Regions from separate parts of the Gossypium hirsutum genome. Here region 1 is linked to region 2. The links are chromatin contacts, called in public Hi-C maps. All regions are on one chromosome and are shown on one strand. Each heading gives the region's core, a stretch centred on a gene start, on an enhancer-like site or on the middle of the called end of the contact. The rest is flanking DNA. Distances are from core to core; before and after follow the strand shown.

Region 1 (3,425 bases), core at 554-3,053, 190 kb after region 2:
AGCTTGGGACCAGAACGTCGACGTTTCGTCTATGTTGATTGTATAGGTGGGAAAAAGGCAACAGTGTTGTTGATGTATTACCAATGACCAAATTGGATGAGTTTATGGAAATGGTGGAATTATTTATAAGGACATCAAATATCATACCGATATTCAAATTACTTAAGTTTTAAGAAATGCTAAGAGGAAGAAGGTGGATTATTTATTAGAATTTGCTTTTGTTGATCCACTTTGAGATGATAAGATTGGGTTTGGTTGATTAGAATTTCAGTGAGGTAGATGTGTCGGAATTTGTGTTTTAAGAGGACGAAATTTTGAAAATAAGCGAGAGTTGTAGGTGTAAAAACTCGGAGGTTTATGGAGATGTTGTTTAAGTGTATGACTGGGTTGATATTATAAATTAATTCAACACCAATTCAATTAATAAAATTATTAAAATATCATTTCATATTTTAAATAAAGCATATTATTATTAAGGAAAAAACCTAATAAAAAAGTTGCAAATATTAATATTTGTAACATCTATAAAATCTTGTCTTTATCGTTTTAACTAAAGCTTTATTTTAATATTTTTATACATTTCAATGTCATTACACATTGTTTCACCCACATTATTTGCATGTTACACATGTTTTAAATATGTTATTTCTATATGTATACTCGTGTGATATAATTTCTAATATATTTGGGTCTTTAATGTTTGATTCTCTTTAGCTAGTAATACTTGGTCATCGGATATCTTGAATTTCATCGCTCTTTAAGATGCAAGTTGCTTATATATATAATGATATAACAATTTTATTTATTTATTTTTGTATAATTACATGTATTTTTACCAGTTTTACGGTCTAAGTTTAATTTTGTTCAAACTAGTGATGATTCTAAGATTTGAACTCAGTCCGAATAATTGGGAAAGAAGTCTACTACTACTTTTTCCTGACCACTTGTTTTTAAAAACATATATTTAAAATTAATATGAGAAATCAATACATAAAAAAATAGAATTATTTTTAAATTAGTCTTAAACTTCAAAATATTCTAACTACATCTCTAAACTATTGATGTTATATCAATTAGGTCCCTTCATTATTAAATTTGTTAATTTAACTGTTAAATGACACGTCAGAATTTATCTAACATAATTTAAAATGAAAATTTTAAGAAAAATGAATATTGCAAAAATAGATGTTTGAAAATCTTAATTTTATGGTATTCAAAACTTTTACAAAAATTTTACCATGTACTATTTTTTCAGTTTACTTTATTTTTAATTTTTACTTTTAAAAGTTATTCAACAACGTTCTATTTATTCATTTTAAATTTAGCTATATAAGATTTGATGTATCATTTATCGGTTAATTTAATAATTTTAATAGCGAAAGGACCTAGTTGATATAATATCAATAGTTTAGGAATGTAATGAGAACATATTAAAGTTTAGGGACTAATTTAAAACAAGAGTCATAGTCTAGGGATATCTGGTGTAATTAACTTCAAATAACATTTTAGAAAAAATTGAACTATCTTAACTCATATGAAGCATTAACTAAAACTCTCATCAAACTCTTAAGTGGTGCAAGTTTAAATTATATCACAAAAGTTCTTAAAAATTAATTTTTTAATTATTGATCCGATGGATTGATTGGATTTAGATAACCATGACCCCTTCCACCGCTATCAAAAAGAAGAAATTTGAGCCTGAAGCCCTAAAGGGTTTTCTTGGGCTTCGAGAAGTACATGCATTCCTTGTCTAAATCGGGCCTAACGAGTTCATAAGAAATAAATCGGTGGATGATTTGAGATTTGACATAAGAAGAGATTCGTAGAAGTGGGGAAAGTTCTAACAGAATTCCCACTGCTTCCAAAACCAAAATTTTTAATTTTTTTCTGGGAATGTGCAGTTCAAGATAAGATAGCTTTACACGTTTCCCAATTCAGCAATCCATTTCTGCAACCAAAAACACAAAACACTCCATCAATTTATAAACTCGAAGCAATTTGAAGAAATCCCATCACTCATTTCACCTCCAATCCTTTTAAAAACAGGGCATTCAATATGCAGGAGACCAATAATTCTCGAGTCAACCAACGAATTGCAACAATCTCGGCTCATCTCAACCCACCCAGTTTTTCCCACATGGAGGGTAGTTCGGGTTTGGGTCGAGCTGACTGCCGAGCCGAAGGTGGGTCAACTGGTTTCAAGGTGGCGATTTTGGGAGCGGCAGGTGGGATAGGGCAACCGTTATCATTGTTGATGAAGATGAACCCTTTGGTTTCTGTTCTTCATCTTTATGATGTGGTTAACACTCCTGGTGTTACTGCTGATATTAGCCACATGGATACTGGAGCTGTGGTATGCTAGTGTTTTTCAAGTTCCCTTTTACGTAAGAATTTCTTTATTGATTGAAAATTGAAATCCATATATAAGTTCTAATTAGTGGTGGAAATGGAATTGGTAGACTTAAGAGTATTTCTGGGTTGTTCTTGCTTGTTGAGTTGAATTTCATGTTGTTGAATGGGAATCAAGATAGAATTATGATCAAGCTGTAGTTAAGATAACAAAGCATCAAAATTCAACCTTGAAACCAATAGGCAATGAAGCTGACAACTTTACCCCACAAGTTTTATGCTTGATTAATATAATCCATATATAAGAATTATGGTTTTTCTTAGTAATGTTGTTGAATTTTTTAGGTTCGTGGATTTCTGGGGCAACAGCAATTGGAGGAGGCTCTAACAGGAATGGACCTTGTAATTATTCCAGCTGGAGTTCCTAGGAAACCTGGAATGACAAGGGATGATCTTTTCAACATCAATGCTGGAATTGTTAAGACACTGTGTGAGGGAATAGCTAAGTGCTGTCCCAATGCTATTATCAATTTGATTAGTAATCCTGTTAATTCCACCGTTCCGATCGCCGCAGAAGTTTTCAAGAAAGCTGGCACCTTTGATCCAAACCGACTTCTGGGAGTCACAATGCTTGATGTTGTGAGAGCCAATACGTTTGTGGTAACTACAAAACTTGCCATTGGTTTATCATTCTTTGTTGTTAATTAGCCAACTCTGGATTTTCCCACACAACGTTGAATAGGTTTCCTTTGTATGGTAATCATAATGCTTGCCTTTAATGTATTTTCTTCTTCACTGGTAATGAACCAAATCTGGATTCTGATAGACATTGATGGATCTGTTTTTTTCCAAAATAGTATATGTATCGTATATGCCTATAATGGAAACTGTATAATCTATGGTGGGATAAACTGTTACTAATGTTCATTTCTGATGTTCTCTTGTAATTTTTGCCCTCATTAGTTTGGTTTCTTTATAGGCGGAAGTCATGGGTCTTGATCCGCGGGAGGTTGATGTTCCAGTTATTGGGGGACATGCAGGGATTACTATTTTACCTCTTCTATCTCAGGTTGAAA
Region 2 (3,514 bases), core at 908-3,407:
CTGCCACAGCCAATTAGTTTTCACCTGTTCACTTTCACAACATGCAATCAATCATGTCTGTCTCATAAAAACAGCTTAAATAGATTACCATGCAATCATGTCGCAGATTCTTATTCATAGGAACTTTTCAATACAAGGCATAATCCATATTGAAATTCAGCAAAGAAAAGACAACATTATACTAATTAAGAAACATATACAAAGCACAATTACGTCCTCCTGGGAAATAAGAGAATCTCAGCTGCAAACTGATGGGGAAATAAAACAGAGAAACAATCAAAAAAGTAAATGATGGAATAAACAACATAAAGGAAAACACAATGCATATGACATACTCTTTTTTGAACAATACAATTTGTCTACTAAGGTCATCTTCACGTGCTTCAACTTCTTGGAGTTTTCTCTTAGCATCACGTTGGATGAAGGTAGCTTCTGTCTGTAAAGACTTTGCTGCACGAAACTTTGTCTCAGCCTCTGAAAACTTTTTCTCAGCATCCTCTATCATAATACGTGCTTCAGCTAATCTACTTTCAGCTGCAACCTTAGTTTCAGCAGATTCTGTACGCATCTCATGCAAAGCCTTCTCGATCTATAAAATCCAACAACAAAGCCCAAAGAAATGTATGGTCCTCAAAGAGATGTAAAAAAAAAAAAAGTAACTACAAGAAAGAGAGACTTCAAATAATAACCATACACTTGCTAGGCATTCTTTCTCAACTCCTAAAGCTTTCTTCAAACCATCCTCACGCTTTTTTGCTTCTGCCAGAGCGGATATATGTGCAGCTTGATCCCGTTTATGCATTAGCTCAGTTGCTTCAGCAGAGGCTTTAATTTCTTCATACTTGGAAGCCAATTCCTCTCTTTCCAATGTAAGAAGGCCCATATGGTGTTGGTGATCAGAGAGCTACATACAAGAATAAATAAATATTAAAAATATGTTAGTAAGCTGTGCGACAAGAAGCAGAGTATGAATGAAGATTTACAACATGAACTTAAGAGCAACATGTGAATGATGCAAGGATCACTATATGCTAAACCAAGACTGCCTTCACTCCACACTCTTATCCTTTGTACAAAGCAGTCATTTTCAAATTAAGCTAGGTAGAGATCACAGCTTAATAATACACATCCATTGGAACTATCAAGAGCAAAAACTCATAAGGAAAAATGTCCACATAAAAAGCACTCAACCTCAAAATAATGACACATAGGTGAGAAAAACTGACCAAAAAGAGGATGAAACAAATAAAAGAAGCTAGAAACAAACAAACCATGAATGTTCCTAGAAGCTCTTATAAACCTACAAAATTAACAACTCAATTCCATGGTACCACAAGCAGAAACAACACCTCGACCAAAAAGTGCAAACAGATAGGTAAATGAAAATCAAGTTTGTTCAATCAAAGCTCATACAATGAAAACACATGTTATGCAACTAAATTGGCATTTAGCGTTCAAGTGAAATACAGAATTTCTAACCACGAGCAATGTTCAAGACTTAATTTGGTTGCTCAACATTGAAAATTGACCCCATAAATCCCAGTAAAAAAAATCTAAAACTGAAATGCCTTATATATATATCGTCTTTTGTATCCATATTCACAATACACAATTTAAATGTTCAAAATATACTAATACTCTTTTCTTTTACCTATTGCACCAAAAACAAAATAAAACCTTAAAAAAGGGAAATAAACAGCAAATCAAAAACCACGAAAATTAATTCAGATACGCAGTATAAAGATTTAAAGCAGACCTCTGCTTCAAGCTTTGCAATATAAGCAATAAGGGCAGCTTTATCTCTCTTCTTGATAGATTCCTCATCGAATCCAGCTTCCTTGAGCCGCTTCCAGATCGTCTCATCACCAAGAGAACTCTTTGAAACCCTAGACCCCGGAGTTATCGACAAAGCCCTACCAGTACCCGGCGTGAACGGGCTCGCCATCTTCCAAGCCCGATCAACTCACCCTAAAACCCTAATTTCCGTACGATTTAGCTGGATTTGGTCGGATTCTTCACCCTTTTTTTGTATTCTCCGCTGAAAAGAGATAAAAGAATCAAAAGTAGTGAGTCACCGGGTCACCACTGAGTCGGGTTTTTGTTCTTTAGAGAGGAAATCGCTAAGACAAAAAAGAAGTTTCTACTGTGGGTGAAATGAAAGACGGTGTCGTATTAGGAAATTGGGGCCGCCATGGAGGGAAAGGATGAGAGTAAAGATGCAAAGAGTGACAGTCAACGTTCCACGTCAGCAATATTTATTTTTTTTTTGCTTTGTTTTTTAAATATTAATCCACGGCTGGATTTTGTTGTAAAGATCCTCTTGTGGGGCAACTTGTAGGTTACAATCAAATCTTTAATCATGATTTGCCCAAAATTAAATTTTAATTTTAAATTAAAATGTCCTCTAAGTCCCTATATTTTTTGTAACTTTAGAATTTAGTTCCTCTATTTTTTATTTCAAAGAATTTAGTCCCTCCACTTTTTAAATTTAAAAATATAAGTCTAATTGTTAACCTTATTAAAAAATTTCTATTAAATTCAAGTCATTACAACATCATTTTTTTTATTATAGGATTACCAAGTAAGTATTTTATTAAACTGGGTCTTATTAGATAATATATTTTAATATAACAAATTAAAGTATTTTTGAATAAAAGTAAGGTTGAGCAATTTCATAAAATCAAGTTGAAATGGTTTCAATTGAGTCAAACGTTTTCAAATATGTTTTAATCATTTTCAAACAAGTTAGAATTGCTCTAGAACAAAAAGTATTGATACTTTTTGTCTAAGTGTCGATATTTTACAAGATATCGATACCCCTCTGATAATCGATACCAAATTAACATTCTGCCATTTTCAAACCTAGTAGGTATCGATCCAGTATCAATACTTTTCTTAAGGTATTAATATTCTTGCTCCAAAGGTCATTGAAATCAGCATTAATTACAAAAAAATATCGATACCCTTTTAATAGGTATCGAGACTCGTTTCCTTTTTCTACCCTCATAGATTTCTGCTTCTTCCTCCATCGATATTGCAGATATGTCCTCATTTATTTTGCTTTCATAACAAATCCTCAACATTGTCTTCATCGGAGGCCGATTTCATGTATGAATCTTTGCTTCAACATTGTCTTCGGCTTTCTTTGTTTTAATTTTTCTCTCCTTTAGATTTTTCAACATTGTCTTCAATATTGTCCCATTATTTGTCTCTCCTTTAGATTTTTCTCTCTTTTTTTACTTAATTCGGATATTTAATTTTCTTTCTCATGATACCATTGTTGACGTAGCTTTAATTTTAGTATTTCTTGTAGTTTTTCTCTCTTAGAAATTGAAACAGAGAGTTTAGGATTTTGAGAGGTTTGGATTCTGGTGGAAGAGTTGATGTTAGGTTGTTCTGCTGTTTGGTTCTGTGTTTTTGCTTGAATAAGGTAGAGAAGAAAATGGTGATAATTGCTGTTGAGTGTGAATATCAAATGAAATCTAGTACTTTGATGTTATGTTGAGTGAGAATA

Evidence for each region. A called contact is a pair of places that touch in the nucleus more often than the background predicts.
Region 1: a contact with region 2 is called in a Hi-C map of leaf, with 4 times the contacts expected there. The contact joins the promoter of LOC107950511 here to the promoter of LOC107950522 in region 2. A contact is called at or near these places in 4 of 34 Hi-C or Micro-C datasets (hypocotyl and leaf).

Annotation. Positions count from the first base shown.
Region 1 is chrD03:3,583,985-3,587,409 of Gossypium_hirsutum_v2.1, forward strand. It overlaps LOC107950511 (malate dehydrogenase, glyoxysomal), which reads left to right and starts at 1,804. Exons shown (of 8, transcript XM_016885366.2): 1 at 1,804-2,353; 2 at 2,695-3,009; 3 at 3,329-3,418. The coding sequence starts at 2,057.
Region 2 is chrD03:3,396,071-3,399,584 of Gossypium_hirsutum_v2.1, forward strand. It overlaps LOC107950522 (protein CROWDED NUCLEI 4), which reads right to left and starts at 2,158. Exons shown (of 10, transcript XM_016885386.2): 1 at 1,757-2,158; 2 at 695-904; 3 at 336-589. The coding sequence starts at 1,945. It overlaps LOC121215300 (a long non-coding RNA gene), which reads left to right and starts at 2,964. Exons shown (of 3, transcript XR_005911031.1): 1 at 2,964-3,108.